Linked DNA regions of Mus musculus: region 1 is linked to region 2. A link is a contact called in public Hi-C data. All regions are on one chromosome and are shown on one strand. The core of a region is the stretch at or near the end of the contact, and the rest is flanking DNA. Distances in the headings are between cores, read along the strand shown.

What was found. A called contact is a pair of places that touch in the nucleus more often than the background predicts.
Region 1: a contact with region 2 is called in a Hi-C map of the MNK3 cell line, with 5 times the contacts expected there. The contact joins two enhancer-like sites. A contact is called at or near these places in 18 of 39 promoter capture datasets (the 3T3-L1 cell line, 3T3-L1-derived adipocytes, the C10 cell line and 10 more), 10 of 15 datasets of contacts at CTCF or cohesin (CD8 T cells, the G1E-ER4 cell line, the NIH/3T3 cell line and 6 more), 236 of 484 Hi-C or Micro-C datasets (the 3T3-L1 cell line, 3T3-L1-derived adipocytes, the AML12 cell line and 125 more), 26 of 115 datasets of contacts at active chromatin or transcription factors (the NIH/3T3 cell line, PVALB interneurons, acute myeloid leukemia and 20 more) and 3 of 9 other capture datasets (embryonic stem cells, embryonic tail and embryonic trunk).

What each region holds. Positions count from the first base shown.
Region 1 is chr11:33,287,763-33,294,150 of GRCm38.p6, forward strand. Ranbp17 (RAN binding protein 17) reads right to left here. Exons shown (of 28, transcript NM_023146.3): 21 at 1,802-1,909. Among named protein-coding and RNA genes, the nearest start is that of Tlx3, 87 kb to the left of the region's middle. Within about 2 kb of position 4,574, at least 3 of the 459 cell types and tissues checked have an H3K27ac peak or open chromatin away from gene starts, as enhancers often do. A contact at or near this core is called in the MNK3 cell line, where this site is marked.
Region 2 is chr11:33,178,642-33,184,365 of GRCm38.p6, forward strand. No RefSeq gene overlaps it. Among named protein-coding and RNA genes, the nearest start is that of Npm1, 18 kb to the left of the region's middle. Within about 2 kb of position 3,595, at least 9 of the 459 cell types and tissues checked have an H3K27ac peak or open chromatin away from gene starts, as enhancers often do. A contact at or near this core is called in the MNK3 cell line, where this site is marked.

The DNA of each region.
Region 1 (6,388 bases), core at 3,324-5,823, 110 kb after region 2:
ACTGATAAAATATTTACAATAATTTCTTTACTATTTGTTGATCTAAGGGTTCATTCTTTCTTTCTCTCTTTCTCTTTCTCTTTCTTTCTCTCTCTCTGTCTCTCTGTCTCTCTCTCCTTTCTCCCTCCCTCCCTCCCTCCCTCCCTCCCTCCCTCCCTCCCTCTCTCTCTTTCTTTCTTTTCGAGACAGGGTTTTTCTGTGTAGCCCTCCCTATTCTGGAACTCACTCTGTAGACCAGGCTGGCCTCGAACTCAGAAATCTGTCTGCCTCTGCCTCCCAAGTGCTGGGATTAAAGACGTGTGCCACCACCGCCCAGCAGGTTCATTTTTTAATTTATTAAAATAATATCCTGACATTTTACATCACAGATTTTCTACCTTTTCTCCTTCCATGGAGAAGTGACTGATGGATAATTAGTTAAAAACAACAGTTACAAACTTCCCAAGTCCCATCGTGTGAGTCATATCTTTAAAACAAATTCCAGAGTAACAGGACTTTTAGTAATGCACAAGTGTGTCCAGGGTCACCTCACAAATGGAATGCATTTCAAACACACTCCATAATTCCAGATCCCTGTTCACTGTACTCAGTTGAGCTAAGGAGAAACAAGCTCTGTAAGTTCTGAGAAAATCAGTTCTCCTGGCTCCCTACAGGTGGAGAACAATTTGAACAGAGGAAGGGACAGACAAGCCATTCTGATGTCATGCAGGCTTTTAGCCTCCTCTCTGGCCTCAGCTGACTCAGGCATGCCCTGCAGCCATGCTGTTAAGATACAATGGAATGCCTTTAAACAATTTTGCAACAAACAAAACAAAAAACCAAGTGCTGCTTTTCAAAATTAATTTATTATTAGGTACGATATATCTGATTAGAAAAATGTAAATAGATATTCACACTAGTTCTAGAGAAATTTATACATAGCATTTGATGAAATAAAAATTTTTATATGGCAATTATTTAGTCATTTGTGCCATGTATAATTACCTGCTATGGCAGACACAAAATGCTTTATAACACAGCATACTATTTTTTCCTTAGTATTAAATGCTTTTTTGATACTATCTATCTATATCTAAATATCAATATTCAATAACAAACCATGCTTCTAATATTAAATACAAAGCCCATTTTCTCTGAATATTTAAGGTACCCGTGAGAAAACTTAAAAAACAAAAACAAGAATCCAAAGAGCTTTCAAAAAAAAAGTAAAGAAAATATATGTTTTTCCATCTCTCACTTAAGAGTAACTAATTGAGCTACTGCTACAACTCAGCCACAGGGTAAAACCGAGCTGCAGGCCATGCTTTAAAAAGATTTATTTACTTCATGTATGTGGGTACACTGTAGCTGTCCTCAGACACAGCAGAAGACAGCTTCTGATCCCATTACAAATAGTTGTGAGCCACTATGTGGTTGCTGGGAATTGAACTCAGGACCTCCGGAAGAGCAGTCAGTGCCCACATTTCTTCCTTATTTAAAATTTTACAGAATTGTAGCTAAGCAGAAAAATAGTAAAAACAATAACTGCCTTTTTCTTTCCATCTTGTGACTCTGAATATTTTAAACGACAGTGGCTGAAGCTGTTCAACTCTTTCCATTTCCCAATGTTTCTGACTATGAAGTGCACTACCCACTTTCCTTCTTCTCAGCCTCACATGCCTACAGTAGTCTGAAGTCTTTGTTCCTTCCTTTCAAAGCTCCTATCAGTCGGCTTCACTGATCTCTGCCCTGTGCTGCTGCTAAGTTACAACAATACACACAAGGCAGATGCAAGCTCTGTGGACTGGTCATGGCTGCTTACCTGTTTTGCATCAGTTCTGCCAAGAGTTTTAAGATTGGAGTAGTACATGCGGGTTCTCCATACCACCGTTCAATAGCTCTCTGAAGAACTGGGAGATAGGCTGGGTATCTTTTATACATTATTAAAGAATGGAAGGACTAAGATCTTGGAATATAGCTCAGTAGCAGACCACCTGCCTAACATGCACAAGTCCTTGGTACCATCCCCCAAATAAGAACAAAACCATATTGCTGAAAACTAATGGCAGTTTAAAGCAAGTAAGCAAACAAACAGAAGCCCACATTTCTTCTGTTTGGTGCATAATGGCAACTGTATTAATTACCCTATTTAACTATACAGGTAAATTTTTGAGGTAGTCACAAAGTTTGAACTTATTTTTTCTCCATAAGTTAAATTGTTTTATTCCTGATATTAAGCATAAATGAAAGATATACTTTTAAATATCAGGTAAGTAATATGCTTAAAGAATTATGCTTAATATTATAGGGAAGGAAATAAATTTAGCTCAAGAGAAATAAAAATATATGAGTCATTATTATTGGGGCTTCTGAGTATTATACTCAGAAGGAAACTTTTAGTATGAAAAATTAAGAAACACAAAAGCACAGAGAAACAGTAACTATTACAGACCCACCCCACCTTCAAGATCACTTACACGTGTTCAATTTATTTATTTATTTACTTATTTATTTTTAATTAAGTAGTTGGCTTCTTCACTTTGCTATCACTGGAGTTACAAGAAACATCTGGGCAGTTACCCTGTATAAAAGCTCTGGGCTGCTAGTAATGCATCATCTTCCTGGTACTAAATCATTTATTAGTTCTGTAAGATGGTGTTAGTGCTAATCCACCCAAGGCCAATGCTGCTAAGCACAGTACAATAATCTCCGCCCCCCCCCCCCCCATCCCCTCTCTCTCTGGTCCTCCTAGTGTGTAACTCTGGCTGTCAGGTAAACCAAGGTGGCCTTGAACTCTCAGAGATCCACCTGCATCTGTTTCTCAGGTGTCTGCCACCATGCCTTGCCTGCAGGCATTCTTGTTAACACTAGGGGTGCACACTTGGTTGAGCCCAGCCAGGAATGCAAAACATCATCTCTGCTGGACCTTCAGACCACACTGGGCCTCCTTCTTGGCAAACATAGAAATATGGATTAAAGCTTCAAACTAGAGCAGGAAGCTTGACGCTTTCATTTCGACAGCTGCCAAGTCTCTTTCCAGCACACTGAATGCTGTGGAATGGGACTGCTGAATGGGATCACCAATTCTTGCCGTGATTTGGACAAAGCTCCTGGTGGAAAAGCTCATCATAAACCCAGCCCCTGCATCCCAGTCAAGTTCCTCATCAAGACATAGAGGCTCTTCTGCCTCCAATCCCTCCATTTCTGCTCTATGTGGAACTTGGCTTGTTGCAAATCCCTGCAAATAAACCATTGGACTCCAGTGGTCATGTTCCTTCTGTACATTGCTTCCTTCTGCCTCATCCCATCTTTCAATACATAGCTCATGTTTCATGTCTCTGGGATGTTTTTCCTATCTTGTCAAATGGCATCAATCTCTTCCTTGCCTATGCTCAATGAGCACTCCTGACTACATCTGTCTGAGAAGCAGGGCTGGCTGGTTGTAGTTACTGCTTGTTCTGTAAGCTTGGAAAGGGTTGGTATCCACACTTCCTTAGGATCTCCTTCTTAATGACCATGTGCTCCTCATATTCCAAAACAGTTGACAATGATTCCTGAAAGCGTTTTTCACCACTTATACTGCTAGCCCACCTGGGTTGGGAAAGGCCTATGTATGACTGTGCTAGCCCCACTACAGAATTCCTCTCTCCATTCCAAGCTCTCTGAGTGCAGAAACCAGTGTCTTCTCCTATGTACAGGCTCTATACAAAGCAGAGCTCAGTATTTGCTGTTGTAAACCTGTGAACCTGCAAAGCCTATGGTAGAAGTGCCTTATGATTGTTTGAACTGCACTTCATGCTGAGCTCTAAGAAATCACTCTGTAAAAGTGAAAATAAGCCTGCCAAAGTCCGAGGAGTGCTGTGGCCCTCCAAGCAGGAGAGCAGTAGTTCCCAGAGAGACCCTGAACTCAGGCTGCACTCACAAAAGCAGCTTCTCTAACAAGTACGTGCTGACGTCCTCAAACACGCTGTCCTAAAGTCTCCAGGGATGACCAGTGACAAAACACTAAGAAGCTCCTGCCCTTACGGGACTTACATTCTAATAAGACAGGCCACAACTAACGTAAAGATACATGGGGAAAATAACACAAAGGAAGGAGCAGGGAGTGAGGCCAGGAAGGGGGTGGGTATGTTTAAGTCAAGAGTAGGCTCAATAAAAAACAATAACAAAAGATCTATTTGAGCCTCAGAACCTACATGGTGGAAAGAGTGAGTTGTCTTGTGATATCTATGTATGCACTGTGATGCATGTGTATACATGGACACATGTGTGCACATATGCATTCACATATACACATACATGAATATTAAAGAAAAAACTAGCTTGACTGCTAACTTCCTTTGAACTGTCAAATAGTTTACTATTTTTCTCCAAGAATTAAAAACTTGTTATTGTTTAATAGACAGGAGATGCTACATATTATAAACTGTGTTAAGGACTGATTTAGAAATAGAATATATGGTTTTTATGCTCAAGAGTCATACTTAATCAGTGTGGCAGGTGTGTAAAGGACGCTTCCGGTTCTGGAAAGAGACAGCTCAGGCACAAACTCCAGCATCACCAGGAAACAGACACAAACCTCAAAACCTAACCCAGGCCACTGTGCCAACTACTTTCTAGACAGAGCACCGTGATGTTTTTAAAGTACACGGTATTCACACTGGGCTAAGAGCAGAGGATATGAGGGGATGCTCCCTTCTCTGTGTGGAATGAGAGCAGTGACAATTCTAATATGCTTCTGACAGAGGTGACTGCCACAGAGAGAATGAGCGATTATTGGGAAGCAGAGCAGAGGTCTACTAAGCAGGGAGGTTAAAGGGCTGCGGAGCGAGAGGGCCAGGCTCAGATTACAGAGTGAGAATCAAAACCCAGCTTTAATTTTCCAGTGGCCTTGTGAGGACTACACACATATAGGCAGGAGGAAGAGAACAGGAGCCCTTAGGTAGGAAAGGCATGGATCTCATTACTGTCACCTGGACTTCTCAATGAGAACCAAAGGTCCACATCAGATAAATGAACAATCAAAGGCACCAATGGTGACATTAGCACACCCGATGACAATGTGAGGAACTGGCAGGCACCGGATCTGCATCCATCCAGGATTAACCCACACATCTCATTCATCCATCCTGTGATTTAGTAGTTTGAATATGCTACACCACAAAAACAGAATCAGGAGAAAAACCACCACAACTATTTCCTTCTTGGATTTAATAGTATGAAAGAAAATGCAAAGGCTAGCCAGAGGGCTCACTGTGTAAAGGCCCTTCTGGTGCCCCCGACTAGAGCTCCATGCTCAGGACCCTTGCCGTGTAGGAAAAGAACTAACGCCCACAGCTGTCCTCCAATTTCCATGTGTGCCAGGGAAAGAGCACGCATGTACACAAAATAGACCAATGAATATAACTAGAGAATAAAAAGGTAAGAAAGCATTCTAATACCTATGACAACATAAATGTTTTCATTAAAATTGTTAGGACTCAGGGTTGGGGCTGTGGTTCCAGAAGAGGAGGAGCCTGGTGTGCAGAGGCTTAAGATGCAGCACCAACATGCCAACACCTGTGCTTTGTTCAGGAGGGGACAGACTTCGGGATGCCCTTCCTCTCTCATGGCTGGAAATCCATCTTTCAATCTTAGTGCAACTTCTGGTTTCCTAAGAAATCTCTCTCAGTTTGACCAAAGTATTAGTAAACTCTTCACAAATGTTCCTGTGGTCCCGTCACATGTGTCTGTTATAACACACGTGTAATTGGTTGGTCGGTAGGGTTTCTTTTGCATGCCCACAGAACTGTATGCTTCTGAAGAGCAGCAATGTACTCTTGTATTTCTTGTGCATAAAACACACATTCAAAGCAGGCCAGCCTCACAGTGGGTCTTCAGGGTTAGTCCTTTTGCAGTCCCACTTGGTTCACATATACTGCCAATTATTTTCTTCTTAAGATATTCTTCTGATTATGTGGGTCTCTCAAAGCTACCAGAATTTATTCTTCAGGCTTCATACTGCCTAAGAATATGAATATCCATTTTGGAGTCTGATAGTGAAGGGTCCTGGACAACCTGTTTCTAGCCATGAAATAAGCTGTGTCTTAACGAAGCATCTTTACTATTTCCCCTAAACAATGATCACCTGAAACTCTGTCCCTTGTAATTCGTAGGGTCTAGTCTTACTTAACCTAGCAAGACTCAGTGTTACATGGTCACCTTTACAGAGCCTTTCCTGACCACATTTACAGCTTTCTATATATGTTCTTGTAAGTCATTCATGCAGAGGACTCTTTTGAACTGAAAGTTCATTTAGGGGTAAGAATAGACAGGGAGGTGGGGAGGAAGTATGGGATGTGGAACAGTCGGAGGGTGGACTGGGAGGGGAAAAAAATCTGGAGTGTAAAACAAAAAGAATTGTGTCTCA
Region 2 (5,724 bases), core at 2,345-4,844:
ACGGCAGGGTGGCTCAGCGGGCTTGGTTTCCTGGTAGTCTGCTTGCACGGCTTTCCTGTTTAAGTATTAAATGTTTGGCGTTGATTAAAAACATGCACAGGAAAATAACAGGGAGTCTGAATACACAGGAGGGGTTTAGGTGCAGAAGGTTCCCTTGCATGGGGATACATACTTCAGATCTGAGCTCTCGCAGTGAACTCCCAAACCCTAGGTGGAAATGAACCCTCAAACTTAAGTTATTTTCCTAGATCAGCGACATCCTCACAGAGTACCCTGTCCCTCTGTGATTCATGTACAGAGCCTCCATGGTATCAGGATCCCTGAACTTTGACGCCATCTCTAAATCAAACAGGTTTATTCATATTCGATAACCAAGGTGGCTGTCAAGTACGCATCGTGGATACGCTGCAAGAAAAGATTATGTTTTCAATGGGAGGCACTGGGATAGCGTACTTAGAAAGGTGCACAGTTAAAAGTTATGAAATGTTTCTTTTTAGAACTTTCCATTTAATATATTTTTTATGTACATTGGTGGCTTTGCCTGCATGTGTTTTCTTTGCAAGGGTATCAGATCCCATGGAACTGGAGTTACAGTCAGTTGTGAGCTGCCATGTAGGTGCTGGGAATTGAACTCAGGACCTCTGGAAGAGCGGTCAGGGTGATCTTAACCACTGAGCCATCTCTGCAGTCCTTCCATTTAATATTTTTGAACTATGGGTGGTTTTAACTAACTAAAACTCTGGAAAGTAAAACCATTGGAAAAAAGAGTGGCTACTGGGCTGGAAAGATGGCTCAGTTGGTTGAGAGTGCTTGCTACTCTTGCAGGGGACAGTTCAGTTCCCAGAGCTCAGACCAGGTGGTTTAAAAGCACTTGTAACTCTTGGTTATCCTCACATATGTGCGCACAGAGAGGCATACCCTCATGTATGTATGTATGTATGTATGTATGTATGTATGTATACACACACACACATATATAAGATAGGATCTCTCTACATGGTTACAAAGCTCTGAAACTTACTCTGTGGGCTAGGCTGGCCTTGAACTCACAGAGTCACTTACCTCTGTCTCCCATCTTCTGGGATTAAAGGTGTACATCACGACACCCTGCCCATGACTTTTTTTTTTTAAGGGTAGCTACCAGACTAGAGAGATGGCTCAGCCATTAAAAGCTAGGCTCAAAACAAAAAGGGATAACTACCACAAAATCTGGTGACCTTTCATATTTCCAACCGTCCTTCCTAGAAAAGTCAGGACACCAGCTCTTCCTCCAGGCTTCCAGAGTTGGTCTATGCACAAGGCCCTTCTACATTGATATGTAAATGTGCCATTCTGTATCTGGCTTCCCCCTTTGTCTCCAGATCTATAGATCAGTTCAGACACTTTCTTAAATGGTTAACAAAGGATTTCATGGCATAGGTAATCTGTGTTATTAAATGAGTCCCTACTGAGATTCATTTAGGCCATTTACAATCAATTGCTTTTTACAGTGATGCTGTAAGGAGTTAGTTACCTTGTACATACTTCTCTGAGTAAACAGAGAAGTGCATCCATTTACTAAAAAACGGAGTGTGAAATCATTTAGAGATAGCAAATATTTTCAATTAGGAAAGACATTGTCAGATTGTACTACAGAAGGCGGAACAATTATCTGTCCTGTCAACAGTATCCTAGGGTTTCTGTTTTGGTCCCTCTTGCCAAGGCAGAATATAATCTTTTGTTATTGTTGTTTTTATCTTTATTTATCTCTTTCTTGATTGTTGTCACTGCTCCATCTATAAAGCTTAAAGCCGTGGCCCTCTGGATTTGGTACCAGGCAGAACCCACTGCAATATGAAAATGTGGAATCCCTTGCTCCGTTAGGAATTTCAAGACAGTAGCAGGTCTCTGAGCACTGGGGGCAGCCAAGGAGCTGGCCTTGCACACGGGGCGGAACAGCAAGGGAATGCCAGGGAATCATTAAAAATGACAAGTCTGAGACTTCCGTCAGGAGAGGAACACGAGGAAAGGACTGTCAAGACGTTCTTACTCACAGCTTGTCGCTTCACAACATGGGGAACAGATGTGCTATTTGGGCAGCTCAGTACAACGGAGCTTGTGCACACAGACATTTTTAGTGGGCCACAGGAACTTGCTATGGCGAGCGCTTAGTTCCATGTGGCTAAGCCCAGCTTGATGGATCAAAGGACTCTGGGTGCAAGCACTGTGTTAGGCCTGCGCTGCAGGCTAAGTGGGAGTCAGACACCCGTGCAAGCACCTTCCGGAGGGGTCGCGAACCTCCCGCGGGCTTCGAGAAGTTGGAACAGCCTGTCAGCGGGGCAAGGAACCAGGGTTTAATCCTCCAGCTCTCCGCCCAGCTTGGTAGAGGGAGAGAAGCACCCGCCCATAAACTCTGGAGCTCCCTGCGCGCGCGCATAGTTTGGGCAAAGGAAGTGGGGTTGGCCAAGGGTAGATTAGAGAGAAGTGAGGGGACCTGAAAAACTGTCTGGATTGCAGTGGGAGTGGGAGGGGGGAACCTGAGCGGACCTGGGAGGGGCGGGCAAGAAGTCTGGATCCAGGATTGAAGTGGGGTGAGGCTGGGAGAGAGGGGATTGCTGTCCCGGATCCTGCACTCACACAACAGTGTCTGAAAGGATTGGAACCATCCCTCCAGACAACACCCTCAGCTCAGACCCTCAGCTGTGTCCCACGTCTTTGCATGCAAGCATCTCCTGGCTTGGGTTGCTTTGACAGCTGAGTGGGCTCTCACGGTTGCCCAGTGTGACCCACACAGGAGTCATCTGCGCACCATGCAGGCCCAGGGAGGACTCCACATCCACCGACCTGAACTGCAGAGTTACTTTGACAGTTTCAAGAGGCTCACAGGTCTGGTCCAAGGTGAGGGACCAAAGCTGATATTGGCCTTTTTGCTGGCAGGGTCAGGACATCATAGGGCAAAAGACAGCACCAGAGTACACTTTCTGACTTTTGTTCTCCCTTCTAAAAGGACAGCATGCATTAATGAGTCTCCCTGCCTGGCCTTATCTAGTCCTAATTGCCTCTCAGAACGAGTGGATTAGGTTTTAACCCTCTCAGTACTTCACAATGTGCATTTTGGAGGAAAGAGGAGCCTTACTGAGACCCAGCTTGTATGTGTGTATGTGTGTATGTGTGTATGTGTGTATGTGTGTATGTGTGTATGTGTGTATGTGTGTATGTGTGTATGTGTGTATGTGTGTATGTGTGTGGTGTTGGTGGTGTAGCCCCCGGGCTTGGGCATCCAGCAATCTGCCAGATTTCTTTTGCAATATTTTGCAAATAGGCCATATATTACACACAACTTTGGAGGTACAGCCCCTGGGATTTCCCCCATAATTATAGTTTCTCTTTTGAGGCAAAACATTCGTAGCCTCCTGAGGACTCAAAACTCAAAGCCCTCTTTTTTTTTTTTTTTTTTTTCTGCCAGGCACAGTGGTATACATCTGTAATCCCAGCACCCAGGAGATTGGAGACTGGACAATAATCATAAGTTATAGACTATATATTGAGACTCTTACAAAACCAAAAGCCGGGCACAGCAAGCCTTGGCATCTAGATCTCCAGCTCTACCACAGTACCACTAATAGGAAAGGCCTTTGTAGTCAGAACCTAAAGCCTGTCCTGTCTCCCACTCCTACCCGCCTCCCACCAGCCCTTTTGTGAGAGTTAAGACACTTTTGGGCTTTTCCTCAAAGAAACTTTTAGATACTAGAATTAAATGTAATTTAAAAAAGCTGCTATTTATATTCAATTGTTTGCTAGTGTGTCTATATGTGGGGATAAGCACCCGTGCCTGTTGCCCAAGGAGGCAAGACAGAGCATTGGGTCCCCTGGAGGGACCCAATTCTAGAATTGCAGGTGGTTGTAAACAACCTGATGTGGGTGCTGGGAACTAATGCTGGCCTCTGCAGGTGCTCTTAACTGCCAAGCCATCTTTCCTGACCCATAGATGATTTAAACAACAGCAACAACAACAAAAACAGAAACAATGATTCAGTCAGGCATTGGTGGCTCATACCCTTAGTCCCAGCACTCCAGGAAGCAGAGGCAGGTGAATCTCTTGAGTTTGAGGCCAGCCTGGTCTACAGAGTGAGCTCCACAGCCTGGAGTGTGCAGCCAGGGCTACACAGAGAAAACCTGCCTCAAAAACAAACAAACAAACAAACAAACAAACAAAAACCTTCAATGTTGCTAGAAGGCTAGCGAGGCTTAGGAGTTAATAGCATTGGTCGCTCTTCTAGAGGGCACAAGTTTGATTCTCAGCACCTACATGGTAGCTGACAAACATCTGTAACTCCATTCCTGGGGGGTTCCAATCACCCCTCCTGGACTTTGAGGGTATTGCATGCATGAGGTGCAGATGTACATGCTGGCAAAACACCTAAACACATAACATTAAAAAAAAAAAAAAAAACCAAAAACCCCAGGCAGTGGTGGCGCATGCCTTTAATCCCAGCACTTGGGAGGCAGAGGCAGGTGGATTTCTGAGTTCCAGGCCAGCCTGGTCTACAAAATGAATGCCAGGACAGCCAGGGCTATACAGAGAAACTCTGTCTCGAAAAACCAAAAAAAAAAAAAACAAAACAAAACAAAACAAAACAAAAACAAAAACAAAACAAAACAAAACAAAAAAAAAACAAAAAAACAAAAACAAAAAAAACCAAATCCATCACAGAACATTGAATACGTGAAAAGAATTAAATAAAACAAATATTTAGGATCCCAGGATGTCTGTTTACAAAACACTTAAGAACAAGTTGGCTGCAGCAAGAGGCCTGTTTGTTCTCAGGAGCTAGATACACACAGCACTGCAGGGTGGGCGACCTTCTTCCAAGAATGGCTCTCCTTCCCAGCCACAGGTTCATCCCCTGCAATCATCTCTGGCCTCCTCTGGAACCAGGTGTCAAGTTCAAGGCCAAGATATCTGAGAGAGGGTGTTGAAGGGAGGTGTACAGAGAGGACCGTGGGCAGGCGAGCTGTGGGTCTTCCAGGACTTCCGGCCATTCCAGGACACACCACTACATTTCCTGTTCTGTTTTTCCAATGTTAACAGGAGTCTGCTAGGAAGTGTACCCAGACTGGAGTTCCTGGCTCTCTTCCTCATTCAAAGCCTTCTTCAAGAGGGCTTCTGGGGTTAGCTCCCCATCCTCAGGGCCCAGGCATGCTCTACAGCTACATGTGGGGATATTGGATTATGCTTTCAGGTCATATTTATCAGCACTACAAACTGCCCCGAGGAAATGCTGCCAGGAACATGGAATTCAAGTGTTGCCATATTACAGAAGCAAAGGCTACACTCCACAGTGGACATTGACCAGCTCAATGTCACAGCATTACCAGGTGGCAGCACTGGACTTCAGTCTCACCTCTGCCTCCCAACTAGGGGTGACTTGAGTGTCAGAGGGTCTGGGCCCTGCAGAGCACTGTTTCAGCTGTCTTGTCTGTCCCTCAGACCTGCTACTCCTTTCATTCAGGCCAGGGTCTACTTTCTTTAGAAGCTTCTGGAACCTGTTGGGAACCCTTGGTATAGAGCCTAGGTCCTGTGGCCACATCAGAGACTTGCCTAGAGAAATAATCTCTCTCTCTCTCTCCCCCTTCTTTCCTTCCTTTTTTTTTTTTTTTTTTTTTTTTTGTATAGGATAGAGTTTATTCAGGGAATGGGGAGGGGAGTTACAAGGATAGTAGAGGCAGAGAAAGACAGAGAGA